Regions from separate parts of the Mus musculus genome. Here all the other regions are linked to region 4. A link is a contact called in public Hi-C data. All regions are on one chromosome and are shown on one strand. Each heading gives the region's core, a stretch centred on a gene start, on an enhancer-like site or on the middle of the called end of the contact. The rest is flanking DNA. Distances are from core to core; before and after follow the strand shown.

What was found. A called contact is a pair of places that touch in the nucleus more often than the background predicts.
Region 1: a contact with region 4 is called in a Hi-C map of B cells, with 5 read pairs. The contact joins the promoter of Fbxo44 here to the promoter of Cep104 in region 4. A contact is called at or near these places in 1 of 39 promoter capture datasets (cranial neural crest) and 1 of 484 Hi-C or Micro-C datasets (B cells).
Region 2: a contact with region 4 is called in a Hi-C map of B cells, with 9 read pairs. The contact joins the promoter of Mad2l2 here to the promoter of Cep104 in region 4. A contact is called at or near these places in 1 of 39 promoter capture datasets (cranial neural crest) and 1 of 484 Hi-C or Micro-C datasets (B cells).
Region 3: a contact with region 4 is called in a Hi-C map of B cells, with 5 read pairs. The contact joins the promoter of Zfp933 here to the promoter of Cep104 in region 4. A contact is called at or near these places in 1 of 39 promoter capture datasets (pre-B cells) and 1 of 484 Hi-C or Micro-C datasets (B cells).

What each region holds. Positions count from the first base shown.
Region 1 is chr4:148,157,824-148,163,116 of GRCm38.p6, reverse strand. Fbxo44 (F-box protein 44) reads left to right here and starts at 3,023. Exons shown (of 6, transcript NM_173401.5): 1 at 3,023-3,374; 2 at 4,294-4,580. The coding sequence starts at 4,316. Fbxo2 (F-box protein 2) reads right to left here and starts at 2,449. Exons shown (of 6, transcript NM_176848.1): 1 at 2,406-2,449. The coding sequence starts at 2,427.
Region 2 is chr4:148,139,108-148,143,928 of GRCm38.p6, reverse strand. It overlaps Mad2l2 (MAD2 mitotic arrest deficient-like 2), which reads right to left and starts at 3,439. Exons shown (of 8, transcript NM_027985.3): 1 at 3,095-3,439; 2 at 2,896-3,014; 3 at 872-943; 4 at 287-387. The coding sequence starts at 3,134.
Region 3 is chr4:147,846,285-147,851,784 of GRCm38.p6, reverse strand. Zfp933 (zinc finger protein 933) reads left to right here and starts at 3,367. Exons shown (of 4, transcript NM_198619.3): 1 at 3,367-3,507. The coding sequence starts at 3,505.
Region 4 is chr4:153,973,408-153,978,633 of GRCm38.p6, reverse strand. It overlaps Cep104 (centrosomal protein 104), which reads right to left and starts at 3,073. Exons shown (of 22, transcript NM_177673.2): 1 at 3,037-3,073. Dffb (DNA fragmentation factor, beta subunit) reads left to right here and starts at 3,553. Exons shown (of 7, transcript NM_007859.4): 1 at 3,553-3,767; 2 at 3,939-4,065. The coding sequence starts at 3,645.

The DNA.
Region 1 (5,293 bases), core at 1,774-4,273, 5.8 Mb after region 4:
TCCAGCAACCACATGATGGCTCACAATCATCTGTAATAGGATCTGATGCCCTCTTCTGGTGTGTCTGAAAACAGCGACAGTGTACTCATATACATAAAATAAATATTTTTTAAAAAACTGGCTGAGCCGGGCGTGGTGGCGCACGCCTTTAATCCCAGCACTCGGGAAGCAGAGGCAGGCGGATTTCTGAGTTCGAGGCCAGCCTGGTCTACAGAGTGAGTTCCAGGACAGCCAGGGCTACACAGAGAAACCCTGTCTCGAAAAAACAAAAAGCAAAAAACAAAAACCTGGCTGAATTGACAATCTGGCCTTGGTTTGGATACTGTGGATGCTCAGCTGTGAATATGAAGTGACTTAGTGTAGGTCCCACTGGCAGTGTTAGGGAAAGGGACACTCAAGGGCTCTGGGTGAGGAAAATGAGCTCGAGATCCAGCTAGCCCCAGCCAGCCAATGGGAAAGGGAAACAGACAAAGAGAGATGCTAGGTGACTTGGGAAGAGTCTTCCTCCCCTCTTTTCCCATCCCTCACCCTCAGTCTCCTCATCTGTGAAATGGAGTCATCCTTGTGTCAGACTGTCAGATTTATACTGAAATTCATCCCCTTCCCACAAAGGAGCAAAGCAATGGGGACATCCACTCTTGCTAAGCCAGTGGGGACGCCTGACTCCACAGTGAAGACTGGGAGACAGGACAAAAAGCACTGCCTCCCAGGCTGGGTTCTCCAGGTCAGCCCACTGAATACCCAGGCTGCTGTGGGCAGCTGTGTATCTCTTGGATCTCAGCGCGCCTCATCTGGGCCACCGAAGAAGAAACCTTGAGTAAGCAGACACTGAGTGGGCAGTATCTCTAAAGGAGAGAGGGCCAGTGGGGAGGGGACCCAGCCACCCTGTGTAATGGAGGCCATCTCTCTCAGAGTCCCTGAAGACTGGTCTGACCCCAAGAAGCCAAGGAAATAAGGGAGCAGGCCTGGGGCAGGGGAGGGACAGGTGGCCCGTTCCCTAAACCTCTTCTAAGGGGATGCAGTCAATAGCATCTACACTGTCAGACACTGGAAAGCTGACTCGGGATTTCCCCTCTCTTTAGAGCACACAGTGAGTCCTCCATCAGCCATGGTGAATTGTATACACACACACACACACACACACAGAGAGACAGACAGACAGACAGACAGACAGACAGACAGACAGACAGACAGCGTACTTTCCCCACATTTCTGATGTGTTTTGGTCACATTTTCATATGTAGGGGTTTACTCCTTCATTGGCAATGAGAAAACGGGTGCAGAGGGTCCTAGCATTTCTTCCAGGTTCCACCACAGGACATCATCAAGCAGAAGGAAAAACAATTGTCTGTCCTGCTTCCAACAGCTCTGGAGAGCTGGGCCCAACGTCCTCACCTCTCTACCATCACCCAGCCCTGCCCTGGCCCCAGCAGATACCTGATGCTCCCCGGAAAGGTGCACCTCACCCAGTCCTCTCTCCTGGCCCCTAGGCCTGGCATTGAGGCCCCAGATCGGATTACAGCCCCCCCCACCTGCTCCCTTGCACACAACTTGCCACATTGTTGCTGTAGGAAAGTTATCTAGCCATGGATGCTGACCCCAAGCTGACTCACTCACCTGGATTGGGCCCCTGAGCCCAGGGACTTCCTGGGAGCAGGAAGAAAACGGTAGCCTATTCTGGGGCCCTGTGGATGATGTTGAAGCCAGGCACCGACTGAGAGTGAGGACTTGGGAGTAGGAGGGAAGACTGGCCACCTCTGTTCCCTCACCTCCTCCCCTAAAGAGTGAACACTCCGAGCTGAGCATAGTTAGTGAGGAAGGGATAAGAGTCAAGGCAGGCAGGTCTGACTCAGCAAGCAGCCCCCTACAGGCCCAGCAGGGAGCCGGAGGGCAGAAGGGGTGGGGTCTTTGGTGCCAGAAAAGATGACTGGGCAATCCTTGAGGACCCAGAGCTTCTGCCAAAAGCAGCCTTCCTCACCCCTAGCCTGGTTCCCACGGAACAGCCCCGCTACTCCAATACAAGACGGCCCCTCCAGAGAAGGGAGTCCCTCAGGAAGCTAGGATGGAGGCAGGATAAAGTTTGTAAACCCTAGGACCCCGCGGGGACTCCGGAGGCTCAAGAGGCAGGGAGGGCAGCGCTAGCAAATGGAAGAAGTTCATGGAAGCAAAAGCTTGCAAGAACCCGGCTCTCAAACCCCAGGAAGTCTGGAGCCTGAGATGCCAGAGTCCTCCGATGCCATTTTGGAGACCCAGGCGTCCTCCTCCCTCCACACCACGACACCAGGCAGAAACCTGCTCCCTAGACTATCTCTAGGGTTTTCCTGGCGCGAAAGTTTGAGCGCCTTCTGCGGCGCTGGTCCGCCCTGTCTCCCGAGTCTGTATCTAGCGGGGCCAGCAGCGGATACCTGGATCACCATCTCCATCCATCGCTGCGGTGCTGTCAAGAGAGAAGAGCCTGAGCGCTGCGGGTGGCGAGTCCTGGAGCTGCCCGCGTCAGCCGGGCCCGCGCCGCCGCGCCTCTTAAAGGCCCCGTGCGCCCCGCCTCTGGCCCCCGGCTAAGGGCTGGGAGTCCTGTACCCCCCCACCCCCACCCCCCGCCCCGTAACCCAAGGTGCGGCTTCCGGGAGGAGCCTGGGACTGGAGAGGGGCAGGGACAGCTACAGAATGGGTGGGCTTCTAGTGTGCCTGGAGGATGACTGCAGGAGGACATATGGAGTCGGACTACTGGGGAGTAGAGGGTGCTGGCGCCGAGCCCAGTGGAGTTGGGGGTATCGGAGCTTTCCTCCTCCCCAACCCCCCAGGTAATTTTCCTACGCTGTGATGGGGGCGAATCCGGGGAGTGCGCGGGTGAGGCGGGGCCTGAAGGAATGGTGGGCGGGGCCTTGAGGGCAGTGGGCGGGGCCGCATCGTGAACCAACTCTGGCAGAAAGGCGCAGTTCCAGTACCCAGCGTTGTGGGGCAGCCGGACTAAAAGCTGGTGACGGAGAAAATGGGGTGGGGCGTGGGGCGTGGTCTGACAAACAGTGGGCGGGTCGCACCCCGGGCCTCCATTGGTCCGTAAGGCTCATCCCCAGGATCCAAGGGTATGGCGCAGCGCGACCAAAAGTAGTTGACAAGGAGAATGGGGAGGGAGAGGGGCCAGTGTTGTGGGATGGGGATGGGGCGGGGTCTGATGAGTAGTAGGCGGGGCTGTGTCTTGGGTGCTGTTCTCCAACGTAACCCGGCTAAGAGCAGGTGACAGAAGGAGGGGAGCAGTGAGCGCCCCAGCAAGGAGACGTTTGGCGGGCAGTAGGCAGGTCTGCCTTCCGGGCCACGCAGGCTCGGGCTGTACAGCCCCACGGCCTGGCAGGATCGCTCAGCGCGACGGATCGCAGGTGACTGCGGGAGGGGGAGCGCCCAGTTCGGGGACTGAGGCACAGTGGGCAGAGACCTAGAGGGGAGGGGGGGGGCGCGCGCGCTCTGCGATCATGAGGGCCTAGCGCCTTTAAGGCCCAGGCCTCAGGCTTTCTCCCCTCCCCTCCCCCCACTGTACTGTGAGGCTTCGAAGAACTGGGCTATGGACGCCATCGGTGCTCAGAGATCTGAATCTGGTCTTGAGCAAGGTAGCCCGTTTTAGAGCCAAGCATAAATGGGAGACTGCAGGGGGCCGGGGCGGGTGGGGGGGGTGCGGGAGGGAGATAGGAAGGCTCTTTTCCACTCGTACATCTTTCCTCAGGCTCAGGTAAACGGGTCATATTCTCTGAGATCTTAAGAACGTCACTGAGCCCTTTGTACTCCGTGACCGGTCCTGAGGGCCAGTGATAACCCCCGATCATCATCTCTGTCCCTTTCCCCGTGTGGGGGATGGGGAGGAAATGAAGAGTGGCAAGCTGGAGGGCTCACAAGGCCTCCCATTGTTACCCTCCTCTTAAAAGACTGCTGGCCTATTGAAAATGGCTGGCTCTACCTTCAGTGAGAGCCGGAGCTGCCTCCCCTCCTCTCCTGTTTGTGTGACCTTGGGAAGGTCCCTGGGCGTCCTTAGAGGCTGTTCTTAGGTGCCCGGGTTGGGGGAAATCAGATCTCATGGTTTATTAAGCAACTCCCCGGCCCATGCACCTTGAGCTTCTAGTGACCCAGGAGGGAACTACCATGCCCCAGCCCCTCGTCCCGTTTACTGTGGAAACAGAAGGTCAGAACAGCACAGCAACTCTGTGGCCCCCCGCAGAGTTGGGAATCTCTCTATCCCTGGGTGCTGGGATTGCCACTCGCCAGGGAGAAGGCTCGGTGTATAGCACGGCTCTCCAATACCCACAGGAGCTGGCTAGGAGACGCCACCATGGCAGTAGGCAACATCAACGAGCTGCCAGAGAACATCCTGCTGGAACTGTTCATCCACATCCCAGCTCGCCAACTGCTGCTGCGCTGCCGACCGGTCTGCAGCCTCTGGCGAGACCTCATTGACCTGGTTACACTCTGGAAGCGCAAGTGCCTTCAAGAGGGCTTCATCACCGAGGACTGGGACCAGCCTGTGGCTGACTGGAAGATCTTCTACTTCCTGCGCAGCCTCCAGAGGAACCTCCTTCACAACCCTTGTGCTGAAGGTGGGTGCGGAGAGTATGCCTCAACAGGACCCATGCTCTATTAGATGACCACAGTATGCGTCCTAAACACTGGCTGTGAGCCCTTTAGCTATATTACGGCCTTTATTCCTCTCAAAATAATTCTTAGATGCAGGGACTAGTGACGCACCCACTTTTCAAATAGGTACACTGAGGTCAAGGTACACACACACTACACAAGAAGATAGGGAGTTGAAGGCCATCTGTTACAGGCTAGTCTGGGCTACATGAGGTTCTGACTCAAAGCAAACCAGTTACCCTTAGTTGGTAATGGTGCTGATACCTGTAATCCTACCACTCAGGAGACTGGTGCATGAGGATCATGAATCTGAGGCTAGCTTCTCCTAAAATCTTTCCTAGGAAAAGAAATGAGGCCTCACAGACCCCAGGTTAAACCTACAGACTGTTCCAGAAGGGGCCTTGCCAATGGATGAAGGAGCAATGAAGTCTCCCTCGCATTCTGGTTCAAGAACAGATTATCTTCTGGTCATCTGGATGCCCTAAAGCCCAGGCTGTGCTGTAGCCTGAGAATAAGCTACAATATAGGAAGGACCATGTCTCCTGTCACATGGTCAAACATCAAGAAAAGTGGTGAGGGTGTTAGTCTAGGCAGCCCAGACCCACCCCTCACTGCCTGCCCGCCCCACCCTACCCCCACCCCCGCCCCACCCCCGCCCCACCCCTACCCCACCCCC
Region 2 (4,821 bases), core at 2,190-4,689, 5.8 Mb after region 4:
GCATCCTGGGCTCTGCAACCACTGAGTGGTGCCAATCAGGTCAATTCTCTGGACCTTGGTCTCTCCATCTACACAGTGAGGCTAGGGACTAACATTCACCACTTCCTGGGATGTCCCAGGGGTCACCGTCACTTCTGTCCGACTCACAGAGTTCTGTGGCCAGAGTGTCTCTCGGATGTTAACAGTATATATTGCCATTTCAGGGTCTTTACTAAGGTAATGTGGCGCTGTTAGAGGCATCCCTGTGAGAGATGCAGCAACCAGGTGAGGGAGGGTGACAGCTTACTTGATGGACAGCAAGGGAGGCTGAGTGATCTCAAAGACAAACTTCTCCACTGGGCGGTGTTCCTTATCCAAAATCACCACCACCACCTTCTCCACATCGTTCTGCAAGCACAGGAACCCCCGCTCCAGAGCTATGCATAAGGCCCAGGGAGAGGTAGGGCAGGGCACTGGCTGAGGCTACCTAGGAGCCCAGCAATTGAGAAGTGCAAGCTGGCTCCCAGTTCTCGAATGGTACAGGCCAGGAAGAGATGTCTGGCTCCCATGGAGGTTCCCCAATTAGTCTCATACCAGGACAAGATAATAGGGAAACAAACAAACAAACAAAAACCCAAGGGGCCCAGCCCAGGAGGGATGGGACGGGCCATGTGGACATATGAAGAACCAGATCTTTCAGGGCAGGTCCCACATAGATCTGGCTCAACTGATACATCCCTGATGTGACCTACATACCCTGGGGCCTATTGCTAGCTGGGGGTGGCCTTCAGACTGAGGCTTCTGGCTGTTGAAAGACATGAGCACTTCAGCCCACAAGCAAGGAGGAGCAGATTGGGTGCAGAGTGTCCGTTAGGACCGGGGGCCCCCTCACCTTCTCCAGGAGAGGTTTGACGCAGTGGAGTGTGTCCTGGATGTACTGGTTCAGCTCCGGGTGACAGGACATCTGTATACAACCCCACAGGGCTGTTAAATTCCAAGGCACGAATAGGAGAAACAGCAATAACCCACACACATACATCTCTGGACAAAGAACAGCCATTCCTAGCTCTCCCTGCCTGAGGGATCTAACCTATCACTAACTTAACCTTGGAGAGATACTCAAAGACAGGCACTCTGTCAGGCCAAGTATGGTGGCACACACCTTTAATCTCAGCGCTCAGAAGGCAGAGGCAGGCGGATCTCTAAGTTGAAAGAGGCCAGCCTGGTCTACAGAGCTGGTGATATACAGAGAAACCCTATCTAAGGGAAGAAAAAAACAAAAAAAAAAACTGTGTAGCCACAGGCAAATGTCTTAACATCTCACACACAAGGTGCTTAGTAGCTCTTTGTTTTCAGTGCCTCTGACCCCCTTACAATGGGAAAGCGACTTGAGAAGAAGACAGCACATCTACTGTGTGTCCAAAGTTAAAACCGGGAGCCAGGCATGGTGGCCCACATCTTTATCCCCAGCATTTGGGAGGCAGGCAGATCTCGGAGTTTGAGGTTAGCCTGGTTTACATAGAGTTCAAGACAGTCAGAACCACACTGAGAAATCCTGTCTTGGAAAATAAAACCGAACGCAAGAAGCTTGGGCATGGGGGCTGGAGAGATGGCTCAGCAGTTAAGGGCACTGACTGCTATTTCAAAGGTCCTGTGTTCAATTCCCAGCAACCACATGGTGGCTCACAACCATCTGTAATGAGATCCGATAACCTCTTCTACAGTGTACTCATATAAATAAAATAAATCTTTAAAAAAAAAAAAAAAGAAGCTTGGGGCATGTTCTCCAGTAATCCTAGCACTTGGGATGTTGATGAAGGAGGATCAGGAGTTCAAGGCTAGCCCCAGCTTCCTAACAACTGTGAGCCCAGGCTAGCTACATGAGGTCTAGATTTCTTAAAATACAAAATAAGGCCGGGCAGTGGTGGTACACACCTTTAATCCCAGCACTTGGGAGGCAGAGGCAGGCGGATTTCTGAGTTGGAAGCCAGCCTGGTCTACAGAGTGAGTTCCAGGACAGCCAAGGCACCAAGGCTATACAGAGAAACCCTGTCTCGAAAAAACTAATAATAAATAATAATAATAATAATAATAATAATAATAATAATAATAAACAGAGGCTGGAGAGATAGCTCAGAAACTAAAAGCACTGGCCACCGGACCTTCAGAGTCAGATTCCCCCATCTTCCAAATGCCAAGGGTTCCCATGTGTTCTTCCTGCCTCAGTGAACACCCCCAACAAACAGACATAGACACACACACACACAATTAATATAGATCTTAAAAAGTAAAAAGCTAGGTATGGTGGCTCACACCTTTGTTTCCAGCACTAGAGAGACTGAGACAGGAGAATTTCTGTGAGTTTCGGGCTAGCCTGGCCTACATAGTGGAGACTCCACACCAGCCAAGACTAAACAAGGAGACAAATAATTAATCATAATATTCTTTTTGGTTTTTTCCCTTTTTTCTTTCTTTTTTTTTTTTTTTCTTTTTTTCTTTCGAGACAGGGTTTCTCTGTATAGCCCTGGCTGTCCTGGAACTCACTTTGTAGACCAGGCTGGCCTCGAACTCAGAAATCCACCTGCCTCTGCCTCTGCCTCCCAAGTGCTGGGATTAGCGACCACTGCCCGGCTAATAAATATTTTTTTAGAGTTTAGGGAGAATGAAAAGAGAAAGAAGGTGACAGACAATGGGAATCCTCTTTATCCAAACCTCAGAAACCCTTTAAAATGCAAGCTTGGAACAGCTCTCATCCAGAGAGCTAACCATCTAACCCAGAGAATTTATCTGAGTTCAGGGAGGGAAGGGCTGGGTGGTGAGAGACAGGAGGCTGTCCGCTATCAGCCTCTGTTGAGGAGTGAGGAAGCTTGCAAGTAGAATAAAGGTTTTTAAATCCAGCCGGGCACCGGGGCTCACCTGAACCGGCACGTTGTACTTCTTGCGCTTCTGGAAGATGCCCACCGGGTAGACCTCGCGCACATAGAGAATCAGGTGCACGGCCACCTCCAGGAACTCGGAGAGCACGTCAGCCACCACTGTGGTGGGGACACAGCTGATGAGCAGGACTCCAACCAGGATCGCACTCCCTCCACCCCCCGCAGGCTCAGATCCCTACCTTGGCCAAAGTTGAGGTCTTGGCGCGTGAGGGTGGTCATCCTTGGCCGCCTGGGGGAGGGCGTGGAGGGTGTCTGTAGGGACTCAAGGCAACCGACCCCGCACGCGGGAAACGCAGCCCGGTCGGGGGAAGCCCCGCCCCCTGAGCAGCCGGATCCCTCTCGGCGGAAATCCCGCCCTCTCTACGCTCCTCCCCGATTCGCCGGCTCCGGTTTCGACCTCAGGTTCCAATCTACGACCGGGCTATAGAAACCACCGTCTGAGACCCCTAACGCGCTACTCCAGAATCCCCTGGCCTCAGTAACCACCGCGGTGCTCCCGCGGTCCCAGCACAACCATAAGCCACGCCTACCCCGGAGCTGTCCAATCAGAACCTCGCCCTGTTGGGAGAGGCGGGGCAGGCTCGGGGGTGGAGCTTAGGGGCGGAGCCCCGCCTGAGCTACAGGAATCTCCAAGGAACGAGCTAAACCGCCTTTGGATTTCAGGTGGGAGCGATCAAGAGATTTCCATGGCCTCTGCGTATGATCGCTGTGTTTTCTCCTCCCGGACATTTCTCTTTAGTAGTTGCAAGTGAGAACCTGCTGCAAGCACAGCTGGGTACCAAGGGAGGGCAGCGACATCTGCTGCTAGTCCAGCGTCAACGTCCCCGGACTCTTAGCTTGCCCAACCGAAAGCGAATCCGCAGGCTTGGGGGCGGGGACAGGGAACGGTAAGAAGCAACCGAGACGCTCCACCCCGACCCGAAACTCAAGTAACATCGGGGCTTGACCTCCCTAGAGAACTAAGTGTCCCATGGTTTCTTCTCAATAGCTGACCTTTGGAAGCTGCAGCCAGTAGGCGCTGGGCTGGGTGTCTGGGAGTTGACTCAATAAATCTTCAGAATACGTGTGGGTTCCTGGCCGTCTTTTTTTTCTGCGGACGAGCCTAATGAGGACTTGTCTGTGTCGTGAGCAAGCGGAGGGGGCGGGCAGCAGTGCTGCTCCAGGGTCCTTCCTGTAGAGGTACGGACTCAATTCCAGAGGAGTCGAAAGGGCCTCAGATCATTTTAATAGTATGAAAATTATATCCATTATACGGAACCCTTTTATATTACAAACCCTGAATTCTATTTATTTAATGTGCGTAGGTGTTTTGTCTGCATCTATGTCTGGGCAGTATGTGACTGCTTGGTGCAGGTGAAAGCCAAAAGAGGGCGTCAGATCTCCTGAAACTATAGCTACAGATGATTGTGAACCACTATATAGGTGCTACAAATTGAAACCACCATTCACCACCCAGTACCCTACCTCTCACTTCCTCGGGAAGAGCAGCCAGTGGTCTTAACCACTAAGCCATCTCTCCACCTCCCCAAACTCTGATTTATATTAATTCCTTTATTAGCCCTAGGAGCTAAGTATTGCCTTCACAGCCCAACTTTATAGATGTACAATAGGCTCAGGAACGTTCCTTCTTTCACCAAAGCCTCACGGATGCAATATGTTCTGACGCTAGGTGAGAATTCAGCTTAACTCACACCCTTCTGTTTAACTGAAAGAAAATCTGAGGTTAGAGAAATGGTCTGGAGTTAGGGGTGACATGGCAGGCCTAGAAGCCAAGAGAATTTAAAGAAGTGGTTCAATGTGTGGGCTTCAACCCCTTTGGGGTCAAATGACTCTTTCCCAGGGGTGGCATATCAGATATTCTGCATATCAGATATTTACAATTCCTGACTGTTGTGAAATTGCAGTT
Region 3 (5,500 bases), core at 2,118-4,617, 6.1 Mb after region 4:
GAGGGAACTGGGAGGGAGGGACATGGGGAGGGGACTACAGGATTCAGGATCAAGTGTGGGGAAGGACAGGAGGTATGGCTAGATGGCCATGAAAATGAATGGAAATCTTCAACTGATGGGGGTGAGGAGGTGGGGGTCAACTCCAGGACTAGATAGAGACCCGAAATAAGGGAGGCTCCCAAGAATCAATGTGAGTCATCTTAGCCATGACTTACTACATTAGAGATATGGAACCTGAAGGGGCCACCTCCTGTAGCTAGGCAGGAACTGCAGTTGAGCGATTGAGACACCAACCCACTCACAAAATTCTTAACCCCACATTTATCCTTTCTACAAGTAATGTAGGCACAGGGGAGGGAGCAGACACTGAGGGAATGGCCAACCAATAAGTGGCCCAACTTGAAGCCCATCCCATGGGCAAGCACCGGTCCCGAACACTATTAATGATACTCTGTTATACTTGCAGACAGGAGTCTAGCATGGTTGTCTTTTGTGAGGCTCCACACAGGAGCTGACTCAGACAGATGCATACACCTGCAGCCAAACAATGAATGGAGCTTGAGGACTCTTATGGAAAAATAGGAGGAAGAATTACAGCCCCTAAGGGAATAGGAAGGCCACAGAAATACTAACAATATCAACTAATATGGACACGTGGGGCTCTCAGAGAATGAACCATCAACTGAAGAACATACATGGGTTGGAACTAGGCCTCCATGCTCATATATAGCAGATATGCAGCTTGACCTTCATGTGGGTTGTGAACAACTGAACAGGACAGGGGTTGGGGGTGGGGCTATCCCAAAAGCTGTTGCTCAGAGCAGGGCTGCCTTGCCTGGACTTGGCGGGAGTGGAAGTGCAGAGATTTGAAGTACCAAGGTTGGGGGCATACCCAGGGTGACCCCATCTGCTCAGAGGGAAGGGGAAGGGGGGCAATAATTGTGGGAGGGGGTTACCAGGAGGGGGGAAATGAGCAGGATGTAAAGTGAATAAGAAAAAACTTTTTAAAAAAATTCTGAAATCTAAAGTAGATCTAATCTCAAGCAGTTCAGACCAGGGACAGTGAGCCTGGAGTAGCTTCCATTGGCCTGCCTGGGCTATGGCCCAACACCAGAGACTGCTATGTTTACCCAACAGAAATCTAACCACTCCTAGTTCTGGGGGCTGATGTCAAGCACTGGTGGTCTGGCTTCTGAAGGTCTCTTCCTTCTTTTCTAGATAGCCACTCTCTCACAGGTTTCCTCATAATCTCGTTATGCTTGGACCTCGCTGAAGTCTCTTGTTTAATAGAATAGCAACCTTATTTGAGTAGGGCCTGATCTTAACCTGCTTACTTCCTAAAGGCTTGGCCTCCAGATACAGCCATGTGCTGGGGAGTTTAGACCTTGGACACACATGTGGGGGGTACAGTTCAAGCCATGCTCATCTCTCTTCTCCATAGCACACACAGTAGACGTTGCAAAAGGCATTTTGCAGATAAGATATCGATGTGAGGAGGCAGAAGAGATGGCCCAGCAGTTAAAGAGCTCTTCTTGCTCTTCCGGAGGACCTGAATCTATCTGGTTCTCAGTGCATCCACTGGGCAGTTCACAATTGCCTGTAAGTCCAGGTAGCCTCAGAGGCCACACACACACACACACACACACACACACACACACATCCACACACCATATATTTACATGGAGGTATGCATATAAATAAAAATGAGTATTTCAAAAAAGATATTGAGCTGGGCAGTGAGGCACCCCCCCACCCCCTCTCCTACTCCATCTTCTGGGTCTTGACATGAGGTTTAACATTAAAGTAGAAAGTGAGCTCTGTCAAGTGAGTTCTGTCAAATGTGGTCCTGTTTATCACTGGCCCATCATATTCTCTCTCTCTCTCTCTCTCTCTCTCTTCCTCTCCCTCTCCCTCTCTCTCTCTCTCCAGGGTTTCTTTCCCTTTGTATCCCTAGAATTTGTTCCAGGTTGTTCTAGAATTAGTTCTGGGGACCAGACTGGCCTCAACCTGAGTGAGTGATCTGCTACCACTGTTTCATAGTGCTGGAGTTAAAGGCATGTACCATCATATGCTGCTAAACTAGCCTATCACTTCCAACCCAGTCTCTCCTGCAAGGAGGACTGACCAGTCAGAACTCTCCGATTCTAATTTCTGCCCCGAGGAATGGCAGCCTTTTTCCTTCTCCAAGCTTGTGATTCCTGGGACAATTGCAGTTTCAGCCATCCTAGGAAGCCATCCTCAGCCCTCAGGTGCTGGCCACAGGGAAATCCCTGGTCACCCACAGCCCTTCTTCCTCTCTATGGACAGAACTCTGAGTCCTAAAAAGGTAAGAAGATGCATCCTCCATGTGTTCACAGAGAGGCAAAGGCAAAAAGCCTGGGGAATGTTCAACAAGGATGAACTCAGTGGCTTATCTTTTATGGGACGATCTTGAGTTTAGAACAGGCTAGAGCACAGGAAGGAAGAGCTGAGGAGGGTCTCCACATCTCCCCCATTGCAGACATTTCCTAGTTATAATGTCCAGCGTACAACCTTCCATGCGACTACCATGATTTCACAGGAAGCCAGTAAAGTCATTCACACTTTGGCCAAGCCTTGACTCTTCCACAGGCTGGCACTACAAGGTTCCTTTCTGCAGTCCTGGCTGTTCTAGAATTCTCTCTATAGATCAAGTTGGCCTCAAGGTCAAGCGATCCCTCTACCTATGCTAAACCATGTCTGCCTTCATTTCTCGTTCTTGATGCTGGACAGAGACCCCATCACTCCTCCATCATGTATTGTCGCTGAGGCCATTTCAGGTTTAACTAGAATTTGATTTCCTTGATCAAGAATTCTAGGAAAATTACTCAACTCCACTTCTAGGAACCCAAGGTCAGGATATCCTTGCTAACTTATCTCAACCTGTTTGTGCTGGAACCCCCTCTGGCTAACTGCTTATCTTAGCTTCTACTAGAGACTGCTTGTTTCTGTGAGGATTCTACTTTGGTTGCCAGATGTAAAAATCTGGAGCTAGGGCACTCAGTGCCCTCGGCAGCTCAGCTCACTCTCCAGTGTACGTATTGAAGAGAGACTGTGGGGTAGAGTTATCGTCCTATGAACCTCTGTACGCTAATCCTGATTTTTGCTGGAAATAGACCAACTCAACAATTTTGAACCAAATTTAAAGCAGGCATTTATTAAATATTAAATACTGACCAAGAGACAGACCTGGGTCAGTAAAATTCCCCCGGAATTTGCCAGCGCGAACGGCCTCAGTCACGTGTTACAGCGGTTTCTTTTTAGATATTCAACTAGACCACCGTACTTTCCCATGAGCCTTTGTTATTTCCAAAGAACTACAATTCCCAGCATTCCAGGAACTTACGTAGTTCCGGGGCAGAGGAGGCTTCCAGGTTAATTTTGAGAATTACAGATGCAAGCTCTCCACCTTGATTTCAGGAGGAAGAAGGGGAAGTTAGTAGTGGGTGGTCTGAGGGACGCTCAGGCAAGGTCCTAAGTCTCGACATGGTGAGTACAGGGTCACTGCCCATATCGGGGAGGAGCAGGCGGATGAACCTGGGGAGCTGGTGTGGTGGGTTCTCCTCGGGACTGGGTGGTAAGCGGAGGCCAGATGTGGCCACCTGTGGGGTCTGTTTTAGTTCTAGTCATTCCCTGGACCCGGTAGTGGGCTCTGAATAACGTCACTATCCGGACTGCTTCTGCGCCAAGCATTTGGAGTAAGGACTTGTGTGCAGGATCATCCTTGGCAAGATGCCAAACTCGAAGAGACCTGGTTTCTCACAGTATCTTCTACAACTTTTTTCCTTTAGCATTTAACGTTTAGTTGTAAGGTCCATTTGGAGTTCATTTTGTGGCGGTTGTAAAAGGTGTCTCACGTGTTGGGTAACACTACAATGTTAATCTGTGATGTAGAAGAATAGGATTTATGATGTAAAGGAATTGCAGTGCTTAGGAGAGGGTAAGTCACACCACATAGAATTTAGATAAGTGAGGATGCCATCTAAAACACCCTACAGATGGGTACTATGCTAACCATGTCTGTTAGATAGGATGCTAGGATACACATTTTTGTTCACTAGGATTGTCCAGAAATATGGCTGAAGAGCAGAACAAAGGAGACAAACCAGATTTACAACCAGCTGCTAGGCCATTCCCATTGATAAGTTATTTGTTCTCTGCTGCTCAAATGAGCCAGTTCAAGCCAGCTTGGATTATATTAAATGTCAGTTTATTGGGAAGCCGCTCTTGTTCACTGGCCCCAAGGACCGAGGTCAAGGAAGTTACCATGGTGAGAGAGGGAGGCAGAGAAAGAGAAAGCAGGCAGGGGACAGAGAGAATAGGAGAAAAAGAGAAAGTGAGAAGAGAGCAAGAGAGAGAGAGAGAGAGAGAGAGAGAGAGAGAGAGAGAGAGAGAGAGAGAGAGAGAGAGAGAGATTGCAACATGAGCAAGACTACACTGTTGTCAATTTCTTGCAAAGGAACAACTCTGTAGTGTTGAGGGCTGTTTTTTTTTTTTTTTTTCAAGTAAGGCTTTCCATGTGATGGGGGGGGGTGGGGAGAGAGAGAGAGAGAGAGAGAGAGAGAGAGAGAGAGAGAGAAAGATTTTGAATTAGTCAGTGTGGAGAGGAGTTTTGAGTCAGAACAGCTGAGTTGACCAGCCAGCAAGAGTTCAGGAAAATCTAGGAAAGGCGAGCTTATTCAGCAGTAAATCTCTGAAGCTGGGATTGTCCAGAGACTAGAAACCTTCAGGACTAGGCTAGGTAAATAGGCTGAGTCAGTAAGCCTCAGAGAAGACAGTTACCTCAGGTGAATAAAATCATTTATACAGAGCTCCTTCTCTAAAGCAAGGATATATGCTTGGGAAAGCTGGTAATGGTCTGCAGCCAGGACCTGTGGGGAGAGGTTGTGTCAGATCCTGAGAACCCAACTCTTGCCACCACGTGGGGCTGTGGTTGTTAGTCCCAAGTCCACTGTTGGCTTGTTCAGTAATGTTCCTGATGTATCCTGTGTTCCCTATGACCAGCATGAATTTGATAGACTCCTCCTGAGTTTGTCCCATTGTATGATAGTTTCTGCTGACTTCATAGAAGTCTCCCATTTCTTTCCGTGTTTCCCCTGTAAGTAGTATACAAGATGCTATTCTTCTTAAGAAGCTTACTCCAGGAGATACAGCTTGTGCAAGACCTTTATTGTAGGATATCTGATCATACCGTGAAACCTGAGTGTAACAAGATTAAGTAAACCATGGGTCAAGAAGTGCCAGAAGCAACCAGCTGACAGGAAGGGAACCTAGGATTATTAAGTAAAAGTCACAGAGAGTAAGAGGGAATTGGGAGCAAAGACAGAGAGATGCACAGGAAGCAGCATTTAGGTACATTCAGTTTGGAGGATGTCATTTGAGAAGGTGTGGCAGAAAGAGATTCCTTCTGGGATTTCACATGAAGAGAAAGGTGATCAGGTGCTTTCTCTGCCTCTCTGAGCTACCAGGCTTCCACCCAGCA
Region 4 (5,226 bases), core at 1,824-4,323:
GGAGAAGGATCTGGGGATGGGTATCACTGAGGAATAGTGCTTGCCTATTGTACAGAAGACACATGTACGCACACATACACTCCAGAAACACTCATGTGCACATACACGCACACACTTGCACACACACCAAACAACCCCCCAATAACACCTAGTGATGCACAGGGAGGAGCCTTAGCGGTCGTGCCGACCTGCAGCCCTAGGGAAGACAGTGTATGTATACAGACGCACCAGGGCAGAAGGGAGCACAGCTGGGCCGAGAGCCTGACTCTGGACATTTCCAAATTTAATTCAAGAACTAGCTGGACCAGGATCATTTGCAGGCTCCCAGATCCCTACAGTATGTGGAAAACCACCCAGAGAAGCCCAATAGAGCATCTTGCTGGGTCACCTCCCCTCCCCTTCCAGAATGGCACAAGTAGTTGTCATTTCCCCCCTGGATCTGGAAAATCAAGCTGGGCAAGGATGGGCTCTGGCCCTTAGTGGGGGCATGGGGCAGGCAGCAGGGACAGCCTCTCCTCCCCCCCCCCCCCAGTCCTAGTGAGGGAAGGCAAACACTGCTTATTCTAACGCAGAGACTGCTGCAAGCTAAGTTGCCAAGCTGAGGAGAGATATGGCCAAGCTTGAGGGAGCTTGAGGAAGAACAACCGGCTGAAAAATTCTTTCACTGTGACTTTTCAGGGAATGGCCCTGTATCCTACCTCTCACCCTTGTCATCTGGAGGATGTGATGCTGTGATCCTAGCTCACCCCTCTCATCTGGAGGTTGTGGTGCTGTGATGTCTGCTTTACTGCCCCCTGCTCTCCATGTTGAAAAACAATAGAGTGAGCTTGGCTATGGCAACTCTGTACTTCCCTCCAACCCTGGCTGGGGCCTGCTGGGGCAAGCTTTCCTAGGCTTGGACAGTCCATGAATCCCATACCCCTACACAGTGAGGTTTATGAATGGGAACATACGTATGTGTTGCCCAGAAGAAACTCAACCTCAGGACTATCTAGAGACCACAGCAAAGGAGATTTCTCCCCACAGAGGCTCCTAGCACTGGAATCCAGAGCTGCCGAGGCCAACAGCAGTGGAGGGCCTGCCCAAGTGGAGCTAACTTTGGGCGGCAGCACTGACAGAGAGCAGCAACACACAGGTCCTCAGATGTGATCATACTGAGAGCCCAAAGTGCTTATGGCCCCTTGGTTACTTCTTAGTTACCAAGCCAATCAAACACTTGCTAAGCAAGATGCTGAAGTAAACCATCAGAAGAAAAACCACTGCTCCTAACACGGAACAAAGAAGTCCATTGGAAGTTTCTTGGAATAAGATACAACATTGAAATACTCTATAGACTCTGACATCCAAACTATCCCACAGGAAATCCGGCTCATGTGAACACACTTGATGTGTAATCTAGATCTTTCTCTTCCACTGGATTTGAAAAGGACCATCCCAAGAATCAATGCCTGTCTGGCATTTGCTGGTGTTTTGGGGTATGTATGTATTAAATTATTAAGAGTTAGAATGGCAAGTCACTGTTAAAGATGCTACATGAGTTCCCTGTGGCTGTAACGGCAGCAGAGTAGAGGAGACTGACCCAGAAAATAGCGGAGAGCAGTGATAAGCATAGCTGGGTGACTTGGCATGCTTCTCCTTTAATCTGTGAGGCTACACTCCTAGTTCACACAGGTTCTGAACCCCGAGCTGATCTCCCTCAACCACCATCCTCCCCTTTAGCACAAGAGGGCAGCACGGTATGAAGGATTACTGGATTCCACCCTTCTTCCTTATCTCTATTCCAGATGGGTACAACTGCCCGTTCAACCTATGCTCCTGTCAAGACAAACATTCTTTAAATCCAACTTTGATCACCCCTCTCCAGGTCTTAATTTTAAAACCCTAGGCAGCCCCATTGTAGGAGTAGAAGTGCTAATTATGACCGGACACCTTGTTTCCCCAGTCTCCATTCTTGTCTTGGATTTTTTTTTTGTTTGTTTTTATTTTTGGGACAGAGTCTCTTATTTAGGCCTGACTGGCCTAGAACTTGTTATGTAGTCTAGACTGGCCTCAAACTCACAGAGATTCTCCTGCCTCTGCATCCCAAGTACTAGGATTAAAGGTATGTGACACTATGCCCGGTTATGACTTGAATTCTAGAGAATAGTCAAATCTAACGAACTTCTCCAGTGCCTTGACCAGACCCTGTGTCTTCAAGAGCCCGTGTCAGGTGTGGTAGTGCATGCCTTTGATCCCAGAACTTGGAGGATCTCGGAGTTTGAGGTCAGTATGGTCTATATGTAGTAGTTCTAGGGCTACACAGTGAGACAGTCTCAAAAAAAAAAAAAAAAAAACAAAAACCAAAAAACAAGCAAGCAAACAAACAAACAAACAAAAATCAGGTCTGTCTACCTCGTCTCTGTGGTGCATAGAACAGAATGTTAACAGCAGATACAAGTGTATGCCCAATAAAACTAAAACAAAGTACGGGTACTGAAGATCCCTGCAGGAGGGCTGTGGGGGCAGCGTGGCCAAAACACTGGGGCCTCAATAAGGACATCTACAAAATGTACATTTTCAGCCGATGCACTCACTGGAGCCCTTCCACCTCCTGTTCCTTCCCGCCTCACAAAGCCCACCACAGATCTGGATCTGTGCAATGCTGTGTTACTAGCTGGTTACCACAGGCGGCTGGTGTTCCAGCTGCCACTAGGGCAGCCACAGCCAGCAGTGTCAATTGACATTTACCCTAGCATTGCTTATAAACTAAGCCCCAACTCTTCTATTTTTGGTTATGAACTTACCCTGTCATCTTTCCAACCAGAAACCCGAACTCAATGTAGCAACTTCCAAACATTTTGTTACAAGGATATGAAAAGTGTTTCCAGTTTTCTTTTCAAGAAAACGTAAATGTTACAATATTAAGTAATGATCTGGGGCCAAGTAATTTTAAGGACTGAGAGTGCTTTAGAGAATCTTAACGCTTAAAAAGCACAACAAACCAAACCCAGCGAACAAACAAAACCCCCAAACGACACGGATCGAAGTGTAGCCTACCCGGAGCCAGAGCTACAGTCTTTAGTCTCGTGGCAACTGCTCCTGTTCAGTAACGCATGCAGACGAGGACAAGGCGGGGCTCGAATCCGATTCCGGACACGAAGGCTGAGATGCGCTGCAGGGAGGCCTGGAACAGGCACTGGCCGCGCAGTCCCTCCAAGGCCAGGTGTCAGGGAGCCTCCGCCCCGGGTGCCTGCCGAAGACCGAGGCCACGCAGGGTCACAGAGCGCCGCGGAAACGACCAGGCGGGGCCGCTGCGATGTCGGCCTCCGCTATCTTCGGAGGGGTCTCGGTCCAGCCGCCCCCACCCCGGGCCTCTGAGGAGGGCAGCAGAGGAGCAGCCCGGGCTGCCTCTGCCCAGGGCCCGGGCCGCAGCTGCGCTCCCATAGCAACCAGGCCGGCCCGCGCGGTACGCCTGCGCGTCCGCCCGCCGGCGCCTGCGTGCGCATCCAGGCCTCGAGGATTCTGGCTGGGGACAGGTCCTGCAGTCGGACGTTTCCGGTTGCACCTACCTACGTAGAGAAAAGAGTTCCGGGCCGCGTCTACGCACCACAGTTCCGGGCAGGAACGTTACAAGTCCAGTGTCGCTACGGTACCGCAGCCCTGCAATGTGCGCGGTGCTCCGCCAACCCAAATGCGTCAAGTTGCGAGCCCTACATAGCGCCTGCAAGTTCGGCGTGGCGGCCCGGAGCTGCCAGGAGCTGCTGCGTAAGGGCTGCGTCCGCTTCCAGGTGGGTCTTGCATTCCGGGCAAGCACTGCGCGGCGGGCACCTTGGCTTCCACCCCTACGATTTCCATCCTCTTGGGTGGGCTTGGACAGGCGCTAGGCTTCTACAGTACGCAGAGCTGGCTGTCTGGAAGCCAAGACTGTTGTGGGACAAGCTGATCTTCTTGTCCTCCAGCTCCCGATGCCCGGTTCCCGGCTGTGCCTGTACGAAGATGGCACGGAGGTGACGGACGACTGCTTCCCGGGCCTTCCCAACGACGCTGAGCTCCTATTGCTCACCGCTGGCGAGACCTGGCATGGCTGTGAGTAGGAACACTTTGGAGATGGGAGGGACCTACACGGTTTAAAGCCTCGTCGAGGGGCCCGGGCAGGAACCCAGAAGATCTGGTTAAAGGCTCTGAATGCCAAAAGCTTTTGCTGAAGAACTTTGATTTTAATTTTGAAACTGCCAAGGGCAAGGGAAGGATTGAGACTGGGGTCGGTGCTGCTGTGCTGTGCTGTGCTGTGCTGTGGTGTGCTGTGCTGTGCTGTGGTGTGCTGTGCTGTGCTGTGCTGTGCTGTGCTGTGCTGTGCTGTGGTGTGCTGTGCTGTGCTGTGGTGTGCTGTGCTGTGCTGTGCTGTGGTGTGCTGTGCTGTGCTGTGCTGTGCTGGGTTGGGCTGGGCTGGGCTGGGCAGGGCAGGGCAGGGCAGGGCAGGGCAGGGCAGGGCAGGGCAGGGCAGGGCAGGGCAGGTCTTGGTTCCATTCACTGTTGCTCCGGGCTGTACTTCGACCAGTGTGCTGAAATGCTCTCAGGTATCATGGTTTTCATTCAGGCTATTCTAGGTAGGTGTGATGACAGATCATTGTAGTCTTAATCCGAATTTCCCTGGTGGCTAATGGGATTGGGTATTATCTTCCTATTTACCACTTGAAGGCACTCTTCAGAGAAGCGATTCTTCGCGTTTTTTGTGTTTCTTAGTCGGATTTATAAAGCTGTTTAAATATTTAGCCCCCCCCCCCTCCAGAATATCTTGGTTATGACTTCGATGTAAGATAGTGTGGTTTTCAAATATCTCCCGCTGTGTAGCTTTTCACTGTCTTTATTGAAACTGAGCTCCAACCACATAGCTAACCGGCCTTGCTCTTTCCATGCTCTGTACTAGAGCAAAAGGTTCAGATTTGCAAGGGAAATGGGGAGGACAAGGCTACATGTGGCCGAGGCTGGTCTAAAACTTGTGATTCTCCTGCCTCTACTTCCCAACTGCTCACATTCCAAGCTCGTGCCCCCAAAACCAGCTTCCAGAGTTCTGACCTTGATAGATCCAGATGATCACTTCATGGTGCATTTGCTCCAGGAACCTCTTGTCAAGTTCTGGCTGTCTGAGGTTTCTTCCTGCAATTTCTGCATCCTTTGGTATCACAAGAACTTACTTCTTCAGCTTGTTAATAACACAGTGGATCTCACTGAGTTCTGAGTACAAAC